Linked DNA regions of Rattus norvegicus: region 1 is linked to region 2. Evidence: chromatin contacts called from public Hi-C data. All regions are on one chromosome and are shown on one strand. Each heading gives the region's core, a stretch centred on a gene start, on an enhancer-like site or on the middle of the called end of the contact. The rest is flanking DNA. Distances are from core to core; before and after follow the strand shown. Region 1 holds the start of Rsrc1 (arginine and serine rich coiled-coil 1). Region 2 has its middle 290 kb from the start of Veph1.

Region 1 (6,073 bases), core at 1,311-3,810, 400 kb after region 2:
AAGGCCACGCGATGGCCTCGCACGCCAGCTATCCCCAGAGGGCTGTTCCGCTGTCCCGCCAGCCTCTGCTGTCTCTGGCCCTTTGCCTCCCGCAAACTTGCTGGTCTAATTTAGGAACAACTGGGCCCGCTGAAGGGTCGCAGCTGGAAAGCGAGATTCTGGTACAGCGCTGCGCCGCCGAAAGCCACATCCCCAGGCACCCAAGGGCTCGGACCAGAACCCCACGGATGGTTCCATCAGCAACTAGGCAATCCCTTTGCTCCCTGCCAGACCCGGGTCGAATTGGCACAGACAACCACGCCATGTTGGCGGCCTGGATGACTGGCCGCCCACGCTGGGCCAGAAGGGTAGAGGCAGCAAATCAGACAGGCTCTGGTGGTCAGCAAAACCCACCGCTGCATCTGTCCTCTCCTTCTCCCTCCCCGATGGAAACCAAGGCTCGACCCTAAAGGTTTAAACCCACTGAGATCAACAGGTTCGAGCAGAACATTCCTCGGTTTCTATTGGCTGTTCAAAACCTTTTCATGCATCCAGCAGCTCGGATGTTTAATAAAATATGCATTTTCCCCCCGCACATCCGTTGCTACTTTGCTGTCCTTTCCTTCCACGTAAAAAAAAACAGGAGCTCTGGCAGTGCGAGCAAATAGAGCCACACGAGGGATGATATACATGTATGTCAAAGGGCAACGATGAGGACAGCCAAAGTCAGGCCTATATCAATATAAGGTCCACCCAGCCTTCATCCTCTGCATGATTTGGAGATAGAAGTCCACTGTCAAAGCTAAGTTTAGATAGTAGAGGCTGTGTTCAATTCCTCCCAACCCAGGATCCGGATCAACACAGAGGGGAAAAATTAAGTTGAAAGAGCCACAAAAATTAAAAAAATTAAGTTGAAAGCTACAAAGAAATTAACACTTGCCCAGAGCTTGGAAATCAACAACCCCAGCAACTGGCTTGCCCAAGTCCCGGAGAACCTAGAAGGGTTTATCCCTTTATCCCTTTACCACACAACACTCTAAATGAAGGGGGACTCGGCCCCTGATCTGGGTGAAGGCGAACCGCCACATCTCGCCTCAGCTTGGCCTTCTATACAGTAACCTTATTTGTTGCCTACATTTCTGTGTCTCGGAGTTCATTTTGTGGACTTCCAGGAAGGAAGTAAATAAGGCCACAGCAAACATTAGGGGTCAATTTAATAGGAAAACCTTCTCGCTAACGTCGTAGTAAAAATTTAAACACGAACACATATTCTTCAGATGGGACGGTGAAACGGCTTTGTCTGTTGTCACCCACAGAGTAGATTCCCCTCAAAGTTTAGGGGCTTCAAAGGGAAACAAGTCCAAATTTCAAGTTGATTAATAGACTTAATATAATGTCTCTTTCGCCCCCAACTTTCCACTTAATGGCCTAAACAGGAACAGACCGTGTTATAAACAAGTTAATTGCTTGCTTAAATTTGTGATTCTACGCATGCCACATATTTTCTTAATTGGAAAAATATGGCAGCACACCAGTTACTGCAGTCCTGAGTGCCAAATTAATTTTTAACTTTGAGTTGATGGACGCTTCACCGGTTAGATAAAGCCATTTTCTAACACTGCTGGCTCCAAAGACAACCTCGCCAACTCTCTCTCTCTCTCTCTCTCTCTCTCTCTCTCTCTCTCTCTCTCTCTCTCTCTCTCTCTCTCTCTTATAAAGTACTGCACGATTCTAGACAGTAAAGAAATTGTGTATATAGCGTCATCGTCGTCGACCCCCCACCCCCACCGTACACTCCTCAATGTCTCCACGGAGAGGGAATCACCTTGGCCTGGACCTTTGGCTGGCTTCCACCTTAACTGTTCAATAAGAATGTGAAGTTTGGTCCCCAAGATCCGGAGATTTAGGGGCTTTGCAGAGTTACAGTGGTTTTGAAGGCAGCTCTAAAGAAGGGGCAACATAGTGTGGCTCTTCTCTTTCTCCCCCCTCCTTTCCCCTTCTCTCCTTTAGGCCTAGCAAAGGGGTTCTGGCAAACTCAGGGCTACAGGCTCCTTACAACCGGCCTCCTACTGAGCCCCTGCCGCACCCCTTCTCGCAGCGGGCCACACAAACTTCGTCGTCCCGCAGAGCGGCCCCATCCTCCCGCTCGCGAAAAAAGCATTTCGGTGCAACCGGAGCGGCAGAGAAGGGTGCGCGCAACCCCACGCCCTCCCCCACGCGAGGACCCCACCCACGGCCGTACAGTCCGGCCTCCTACCCCTCTACTAGCCCTGTATCTCCCAAAGCTGGGGTCCAGGGCCCTCTGCGATGCCGCCCTCCTCCCGCTCGGGTCCCGGGTCCTCTCCCGCCCCGAGGACAGGGGAAGGCGGGAAGGGGAACCGCGGCCGGGGGCAGGCCGTTACCCTCCGTCAGCCGCGGGCTGCCGGGCTCCCTGCTCCGCTCCGCGGCTCCCATGTCCAGCTCCCGGACGGGAGAGCGCCCTCCTCCAGCTCCTCCGCCTGCTCCTCCTCCTCCAGCACCTCCTCCGCCTCCTCCGCCTCCGCCTCCGCCTCCTCCCGCGCCGCCGCCTCCGCCGGCCGCCCGGACTGCCGGGCTGCTGCGGTCGTCGCGGCCCGGCTCGACGCAGCCGGGCTCTTTGGCCCCGCGCAGCGGCCCGCTCTCCAGCACCTCCCGGTACGTGATGGCCTCCTTCTTCTCCTTCACTTTCTGGTCAAAAGACTTGGAGACGAACGCCGTAAGTTCTTCCATCGCGGCCGCTGCCGCTGCCGGTCAGCCTCGCGCTCAAGCTCTCCCTGCCGAGCCCCGCTCTTTTTTTCCTCCTTCTTTTTTTACTGCTCCAGCCCCCCCAATAATAACACATCAATGGGGCAGGGGGATGGGGGAGGAGAGGGAGGAGGAGGAAGAAGAAAAAGAGGAGAAGAAAGAAGAGGAGAAGTAGAAGGAGAAAAAGAAGTAAGAGGTGGAGGAGGAGGAGGAGGAGGAGGAGGAGGAGGAGGAGGAGGAGGAGGAGGAGGAGGAGGGGGAGGGGGTAAAGGGGGAGAGGGGGGGAGGAGGGAAGGGGCGGGGGCCGCCAGAGGGAAATGAGAACTGATGCTTCCCTGCCGGAGTGCGCGTGTTCAATGTTAAGATCTTTGACAATTCTTCCTGCGGAGAGTTCAGATCTGATAGCGACGCAGCTCTTGAAGTCTCACTATTTATACTTCCTAAAGGCGGGCCTCTTGTTCTGAGTAAATTACCTCCCCTCGCAACTCCTAGTGAACCCCTTCACGGGTAGCAGGAGCGCCACTACCTGGGGTGGGGAGGAGAGGGAGTGAGAGAGAGAGAGAGAGGAGAGAGAGAGAGAGAGAGAGAGAGAGAGAGAGAGAGAGAGAGAAGAGAAGAGAAGAGAAGAGGAGAAGAGAAGAGAATGAATATGAATATGAATGTGAATATTGAGGATGGAGGATCCAGGCTGGAGTCCACCCGGCAGGAGAGGGAGGGCAAGCAGGGGACCAGAGGGGGCGGGGAGAGGAGGCAGGTCCTCAGCGGTCGGGTTTTCTGATAGCCTCGGCCGCCGGTGCTCTTGGCCATTAATCCAGGATTGACAAGAATCCCTAATTAATTTAATTAAGCGTGGATTTTGCGTTGGTGTCACGACTTAGTAAAACACTGGGGAGCTGGATAGACTTCTCGGAGGCGGGGCCAAGAGGAAACTGACAAGTGCATTGCAATCAGAGTCAGTGGGTATCCTCAGAGAGTACCCGACCCTACAGCCTCGCTCTGGGTGAGCACCCTAACTGCTCGACCCTACATTGATGACCCCGGGCCTCTGGCTCAGCATCGGGCTTTCTACGGTTAATAGGCCTCGTAACCACTCCAGTATTCCGTTCCTGCACCCCTTCCTGCTCCAGGCCGCTGCAGCTGCACAGCCTGCTGCGAGTGGGGCTTCTCTGCAGCTCCTCGGACCGCTTCACCTCCTTTTAGGATCTTTCCGACGCGCAGCCAGCCTCACCGAGTGCTAGTCCCTGTAATTCACCCTACTACTCACTCCTAGGAGTCAAAGCTGACTCCCATAAAGACACATCCCGCTAGAAGGGGTTGGTCGATTTAACTTGTTTCCTGAGCAGCTGTCCCCTGCCAGATTCAGTCTTAAGGTGTTTTCTTACAGCCGGTCCGGCGCAGCTCCATTTCGGTTTTTCTCTGTAAGGTCTAAGGATTCTTTCCCTCTTTCCCAACAACTCCCTTCACCCTGTCCTCAATTATTTAGCATCCTGGGGAGCATTCTAGTTCGCTTTTCCAATTCTGAAAAACAAAAGATGATCACTTTTTGAGTTCTGCGAAAAAAATTACCGACGTTGGTTGTCGCTCGCCTAATTTTTGTTTACCGTGGACTGTGAAAAAAAAAAAAACGACTCGCTCTTCGGAGGGGGAAACAACTCTCTTTCTCTCTGATTTATAACTTAAAAATTGTATTTTTGACTTATTTTATAAAACCTGTTTGTTCTATGGGGTGGGGGACATGTTTGTCTCCTCCAAGCCAGGGCTTGCTGTGAGATTTGTAGCTATGCAAATCCTTGTTTATGCGCACAAAAGAATGTTTACATATGAAACGTTACATTTACTTGAATACATAAATAAATATCCCTCTTGAAGTGCGAGTTTGAGGGACATTTTCAGTATACTGAATATTAATGAGTTCTGTTTGATGTTAAAAGGTAATGTTTTCATTCTTTTGGATCCAGTACTCAGTAAAAATGAAAGCAGTTACAGACCATTAATATGTATATCGTCTACTTATTGATTAGAAAAACAAAGCACACTTAGCAAATAATTCCAGAAGTTCTATCAAAACAACCTGGAACATTGGTTAAGAGAGCACAAAATTGTGGCACATAATGGTTTCTCGACTAAGTGTAATTTAAGACCTTCTCTAACTTCATGTAATACCAAATACTCCTCAGATTGTGTTGCACATTTAAAGGACATGAAAATAAAGCTTATTAAAAATGTTGCTTTACTTTTTCTTGGCTGTTATCTTCCCTTCTGAAAACATTTTCCCCCCTGCTTTTAGGACAAAAGCGTACCTTTACACGATTAACAGAGATGGCACTCAACGGCATTTAGGTATTGTCCAAGTACAGGAACTCTTGCTTTCGTTATTTCACAGGACTCAGAAACTTAACACTTTCTAATTTCTATGATTTTGGGAACAGTGTCACATTGTCTGCTATCTGTAACACTGTAATTCTGGGAGAATAATCACGAAATTTTACTCTTTTGTGAAAGTGTTTTTAAAAGACTATTTAGTAATAGGATCCTAAGTTGATATGGTGTTCCAGTGGCTTTCAATCTGAATAATGAAAAACATAATCATAAACACCTCCCAAATAACCCCTGCTAAAAGCCTGATAAGGGATCAGGAGACCCTCCAGATACTTCTTTATCCTTTTAAGTACATGACTTAAATACAAACTCTTCCACCATCTCCTGTGCTAGGGGAAAAGATGACACTTTAAAGGTAGTCAGAGAAGGCTCAGGCATGACTACTGTGGAATTCGAACCAACAGATTTCCCTATTATTTCATCGTCTTGACTCATTTTAACTATAGGGATGGTAGATGGAGCAATGATAAATCTCCAGTGTCTGGCTAGGAAGTCCTACGTGTGTAATGGAAGTTTAATTTAAAAATTTTATTAGAGTATAATTGTATACGTTTCATTATGGATTTTCCACATATGAAAACATATACCTCTTCTGTTAGCCTTTTATATCCCTTTACCCCTTTCCCTTTCCCCATCTCCAATAGTTCTCCCTTTAGGAACTATTTAGGAAGTTTCAGTTTTAAGAAGTCAAAAGTTTGGAAATCATATTAATGAAAGCTATGAAGTGTAATGTTTCACTAAATAGCAAATATTTTCATGAGATGAGACATTTCAAAGCATTTATTTATTTATTTATTTATTTATTATTTACTTTGTCAAAGTTTTGAAAGGAGCATTAACTTTAAAGCTCTGGTGACAGCCTGCGGACAGATATAAAAAAAATCAGGACCCTCAAGAGTTCTCCCAGCTTTTGAATTATTTAAAACAAACATGTAGTGTTGCAGCTACATTT
Region 2 (6,122 bases), core at 1,378-3,877:
TAACTTTTTTATGGAGAACTTAAAAAACAAAACAAAACAAACAAACAAACAAAAAACTCAAGACCATCCCACAGTGAAATTAGCCAGACCCAGAGTCTATATGCCTCAATGAGCTTTACCATGGATTTTATACATTCATTGCCTCTTCCTATAAAGTCAATTCTATGTTGGGGGGTTCCACTCTCATGACTTCATCTAATCCCAATTACAATTTACAAAAACCCCATCTCCAAAAACCATTTCTGTATGAATTTGTGCATTTATTTCCCAACACGTAACTTTCTGGAAGACAACACAAACTGTCCTGAGCTATTAGCTTGACTTTTGGCAAGATACTGTACCCCACCAGCTTTGGCTTCATCGGGAGGGCAATAATATGAAGACCAACTCCATCGGATGCTTTCAAGAAGTACATGCAAAGTGGACGGCCCAACGATAAGTGAAGGTAAGAGTTTGTAATCGAGAGGAAACCAGGAGAGGATCAACACTCTTGCAAACCACAAACGGGACTCTGGAGACAGCCCAATCAGTGAAGTGCTTGTTCCAAAGGCATCAGGACCTGATCTGACCCTAGCGTTCATGCAAAAACCTAGGTATGAAGATCATATGCAATTCCAACACTGGAGAGAGGAGACAAATGGATCTCCAGGGCTCCCTGGTTAGCCAGCCTCGCCTACCCAGTGAGCTCCAAGCTCTTCTTTCCAATACCATCTAACTATAATTAATAGGAACTCAGGCTATGAAACCAATTCTATCAGATTCGGGATTTTATTTGCAAAGCACTTGAAGTAACCGGGTTATAAAAGTTATATGGATGCATTTTTATGCTACTATTACTCTCTGGAATTAGTTTCCAACCATATAGAAAAACATGTGAACGTGAATGTGCTTTTCCCTGCCTGTTGATTGCTTTAGCTGAACCTGGAGCTGGGCAGCTCGCTTCACAGCCTCCATAAGTCCCATTTTGTGGTTTCAGCTTGTCAAGAGGTCACTCACTGATGACTTAGACACGCTGGCCTGAAGGTATTTATGTGATCTTCCGAGTCGGCAGAAAACCTGCCCTTAGAATGAAGCAAATATATCCCTGCTCTTGATGGCTTCAAGCTCGGCAATGGGGGGCTGACCTGACAGCTGCTTCTCCTGAGGGAAAAATAAAGGAAGCTGGAGAAACGCGTGCTATTTCCATGCATTCCCAGTCATCTGCCTTTAGAAAATTCAGCGGAGACCCCGACAATAAAGGTTAGACTTGTAGTGTCACAGCAGAAAGGCAAGCAACTTGAACTTGCCTTCAGCATACCAAACAGACTGCACTTCACAAGAGCTGTAGCTCGCCGAGCCATCTGAAGACGCACAGCAGAAGAGCTCTGAGGGGTGACGGTCTGGACTTGTACTTACAGTGTCTCCGAGTGTCTGTTTTCATTTAGATAGCAATCCAGATACCACTTTGCGTAACATTCCGGCTCTGGTTTTTCTTTTTCTTTCTTTTTTTTATTTTCTTTTTTTAAAGCTGTTTTTACCAATTGTCTTTACCAAATATCGAATTTTCAGATGTTTACTGATGCTCTAGAATAGTTCAAATCATCTGAAAGAATAGAATCCAAATGGGGGGAAAATCCCAATGGGATGCTTATGAAAATTCTTGTGTTTTATGCAGAGAAATGCTCTAAAATGGAAAAAAATTGTTCTGCCCGCATTTACTATGAAAGGAGAAGTTATCTGTCGTTTGGAATGAATTATGTCATTGTCCTTCTCTTGTTCCTCATTTAGGCCAGAGGCCTATATCAAATGCATTAGATCAGAGTGTAATCATCTTTATAACTAGGTATAGTCTTTTTTTTTTTTTAAGCTCTAAAAATTTTCCTAGCACAATGACACCAGCCCCTCTGTGAGTCAACTGTCATTCCAGGGATTTATGGTAATTCCTCTTCTTGAGCAAAAAGGAAGCTAATTGAAACAAACTCCGCACTCTGTACTAATGCCATTGGAATACAGTGTGCGCTGCCAGTCACAAAGTGACGTGGAAAATGAGGCTGTTCTCAACAACACCACGGCCTCTCAGTTTTATGTATTTTTTAATTTCCTCTATGGAAAATCTGGTCTTCATAAAAGAACTGCTAGAGAAAAATGTGGAAAAAGTTGATTCATTCCATATTTACATTCTTTCTAGTACCTGGAAGTGAACCAAAGACTAAAGTATGCCAAAAAAGAAGTTAGTTAAGTCATTTAGAAAACTCATCTTCCCCCAGGCCAAAGGACAAAGTGCCCTGGTAAAGGTCTGCCTTGAGAATGCAAAGCACCCTCTCCCTAAGGAGACCTGGCTCCCTCACCTCTCCTCCAGCTTCGACGAGGCGAGGCGAGGAGGCGAGGAGGCGAGGAGGCGAGGAGGCGAGGAGGCGAGGAGGCGAGGAGGCGAGGAGGCGAGGAGGCGAGGAGGCGAGGAGGCGAGGAGGCGAGGAGGCGAGGAGGCGAGGAGGCGGGCCTTAAGAAACGGCTGATTCTCCTTCTTGCACAATCTAACCCCACAAACCTCCCCCAGCCTGGGAGTTAGTGTCATCCAAATCCCCAAATTCCTCTTCTGATATATGAACAGATCAAGGCACTTAGCACAAATGAGTCCAACTGCAAGGAAACACCAAGTTTCGGGACAGAGTCTCCGGAAGGCCTCGGGCTTGATCTGCTAATGCTATTGCCAGTTTGCTTTGAAGAGCGGAACAAAATGAAAGCAAGGTGTCTCGCTCACGAGCGGAGGGCGGCCAGTACCTTGCAAAGCTGCCAGATGCCTTTCCCATCCCGCTTGTCGTTAATAGCTTCATTTCATTTCATCTGCAGAGAGAGAGAGAGAGAGAGAGAGAGACAGAGAGAGAGACAGAGAGAGAGACAGAGAGAGAGACAGAGAGAGAGACAGAGAGAGAGACAGAGAGAGAGACAGAGAGAGACAGAGAGAGACAGAGAGAGAGCGCGCTGGAAATGGCATTACTGGTTTTCAGTTATCCAAAAACTTTGGAGCATTGAGAAAGCTGTTACACAAATGTGGCTTTCTCTTGAGGAAGCCAGGGTCACGGGGGTCACAGTGCAATACAGGTCGTGGCTTGTGACTTGCACAGGTAGCAAAGCTGCATCCAAAACAAGACAGTCTTTCCTAATATGCATATGGAGACAAAAATGACCTCTCATCTCAGGAAAGGGAAAGAAATATTGACTCCAAGGTGATGGCCAAGACAGCTCTCAGAAATGTGAGGGTGAAGATTGGTAAGGTGGCTCAATGGGCAGAGCCACTTATAGCACAAAACCCCAGAGACTGGAGCTCTATCCTTAGAGCCCACATAAAGGTAGAAGAACAGAACAAACATCACAAGTTCACCTGACCTCAGCATGGGCACTGGCGATCCCTACATATGCTATACTTTCCTAGTTCTGAGAGTTCAAATTTAATGCTTTCTCGGTGGCAAGCACCTCCCGTCCTCTCATCCATTCCCAGCCCTTCACTGAACTTCTTGGTGGAGTTCAAAACTTGTCGCAGAAACCATATCTATCACCAGACGTGCCCCCAGTTGCCAGTTCAGTGTGTGCTCTTTCAGCTCTGTGTACGGGCCCATGAGCTCGCCCATCTCATTAAAGAAATTCCTTTATCTTAATTACTGCACCATCCTGTAAGATCTCTAAAGATGGAGGTTACATTTTATTCTTTCTATACGTCATAGGCCGTGTCGCGCATATAGATGTTGCTCGATAAGTAGACCTCATAGCCCAAGTAAATTCCACCCAAGTGTTTACTCTTTGTACTCATTCACACTCTGAGTTTTCTAAAGTCTGTCTGGCTCACTGTGATCTTCAAAGGCTTGGACAATCCATGTACAAATGTTCGGGTGAAGCTATTAAAAGCTAATAATGAAAACATCACTTTTTAAAAGAATAGCAAAAGCTAATACTATTTAATATAATCTATTTCACTGATATTCACAAACTTTCATGTATTAATTATTTATACCCATGTCCCAATAGCCTTCCTATTTTTTAATACATTAAGCAACAGCATTATAATTTAAGAAGCCTATCATAACTATGTTTTTTAAAAAATTGCAGTCATAATACTGCAAGTTCTTTTTGAAAAGAAATAAGATATGAATAATTAAAATTAAAAAGTGTCTGCCATCTCAACAAATCTGTCCCTCTTTATGTTTCCCTTTTCCACTTTTATTTCTTCAGAAACATAATTTTTACAGTAATAATCGAAAGCTAGGTTCTGCCAGCAATCTTGTTATCTTCTCCCATTTCTACTTACTCTTAGTAATTAAAATGGTAAGGTCTCAAAAACCTTCTACCCCTCTCCTGATGCTGACCTACTCATCTGCCTTGTCCTCTTTCCTCAGCAGCCTCCTGGACTGCACACCTGAGAACATCATGGGAACCCCAAATTCGAGACATAGTACAGAGGACTAAAGGCTACTCAACCTGATCACCCTTCTAGCGCCCCGATTGCAAGAAATCTCACCCCGTCTCCTTTGAAGTCTCCTCAGCTCCCCATCTTTCCCATTGCCCCACCGTTAAATCCAAGTCAATACTGCATTTGACATGTTCTTGAGTTTCTTTCCTTTCCCTCCCCTCTTTGCTGTTATCTCTGTTTCCAGGTCCTCAGTTGAAGATTGGCACAATGTCCTGACTGTCCCCTCCACCTCATTCATTTCCTTCAGACCTCCAAGGTCATCTTTCAAAAATGGATATTGATTTTTGCCACACCACTACTTAACGTTATCCAGTTGCTCTCCATGGCTGTGGGCAGACTCTAATGCCTACACTGAATAAGCAAGGGTTTCAGCAAACCAGCCCTTTGCTACTAGTCCAGAAGTTAAGGTCTGGGTCAGGAGCCTGGGCTTGCCTGTAAACTATTCCAAAAGAAAGCCCAGTGTGTTGGAGGCTGATTTTTTGAAAGACATGGGATTAAATCCTACAAACATCTACATCCTACAAAAATCCTACAAACATCTGTGGTCTTCAAGACAAGACAGAGGGAAGGAGCTTGTCTGAAGGAAAAGGAACCAAATTCAGGGACCACACAAAGAAAAGAAGGCAAGATAAAATTAAAGCAGAAGCTAAAAAGGGAGAAAAAAATCTCTGGACTGAAAAGCAATTGCCTGTCACACTGTTATGTGTGGAACTAAAGATTCAAAGTGAGATTTTTCCATCTTGGGGCTCTGATGGGCTCTAAGGCAACACTTAGGGTGCCCCACCTCTGTATAAATAGTGTACGGTTCCTTCTGCCAGAGTGTCCTCTGACCACTTATCTGTCTGACTAAGCCACTCTTCAAGTGTCACCTCCTCTATGAAATCATCCCTGAATCCTAAAGCAGCATTGAGTCTAAGTGGCCCTGCAGGGCCAGCAGAATGTAAAGACACTCTGGCAGACAGCACTCAGCCTCAGACAACAGAAAACCACCAGAAATACATGTGAGAGGACAAAGCCCTTTCTCATCAGATCCACAGATGGAATTCGCATTTCCTTCTGTGATTTAAATACGGGATGTTCACAAATGTTACAGAGAAACTTGAAAGGGCCGGAGCAAGGTGTGATGCCCCCACCCCAAGTGACAGCTTTTTCATATGAACCAAAGGCCACTCATGAGTCAGTGAATGCTACAGAATACCTACAGTTGTTCTAAATTATTTCACTTGTTTGAACTAAATAGAGTCTTTAGTAGTAGAATTAGTAGGCCTGATCATTTTACAGTTTATCTGATCATCTTACAGAAGGAAGGATTGAAAGTTTCAGATCTGTTCTTTATCCAAAAGGAAGCCTATTTAGAGCTTTGATAGTGGTGGTGGTGGGGAGAAGGACACTCAGGAAACCAGCTCAGTTGTCATAAACTATTGCTCTTTGTAAAGCAAATTGAGTTTACCTTAACTATGTCTAAGTACTTCAATTAGTTACGTGACTCCTTACTAATACCCTTACAGCTAAGGGACTCCCTGACATGGGCTTTCTTCCATCTATCGGAAATGTGAGGGTGCTGCAGTGAGCCGTCTACACTGCCCGCATTAGCAAACCACTTTAGGAAAGACATTGTGCTTATGTGATTCCTCTCTCATAAGGCATGCAAAGCCAGCCCTGGGACCTGCCCAGGTGT

Evidence for each region. A called contact is a pair of places that touch in the nucleus more often than the background predicts.
Region 1: a Hi-C map of the Rat2 cell line shows a contact between it and region 2, with 5 times the contacts expected there. The contact joins the promoter of Rsrc1 here to the enhancer-like site in region 2. A contact is called at or near these places in 2 of 12 Hi-C or Micro-C datasets (the Rat2 cell line and hepatocytes).

What each region holds. Positions count from the first base shown.
Region 1 is chr2:153,534,279-153,540,351 of GRCr8, forward strand. It overlaps Rsrc1 (arginine and serine rich coiled-coil 1), which reads left to right and starts at 2,561. Exons shown (of 10, transcript NM_001014172.2): 1 at 2,561-2,713. Shox2 (SHOX homeobox 2) reads right to left here and starts at 2,883. Exons shown (of 5, transcript NM_013028.2): 1 at 2,382-2,883. The coding sequence starts at 2,727.
Region 2 is chr2:153,133,619-153,139,740 of GRCr8, forward strand. No RefSeq gene overlaps it. Among named protein-coding and RNA genes, the nearest start is that of Veph1, 290 kb to the left of the region's middle. Within about 2 kb of position 2,628, at least 2 of the 93 cell types and tissues checked have an H3K27ac peak or open chromatin away from gene starts, as enhancers often do.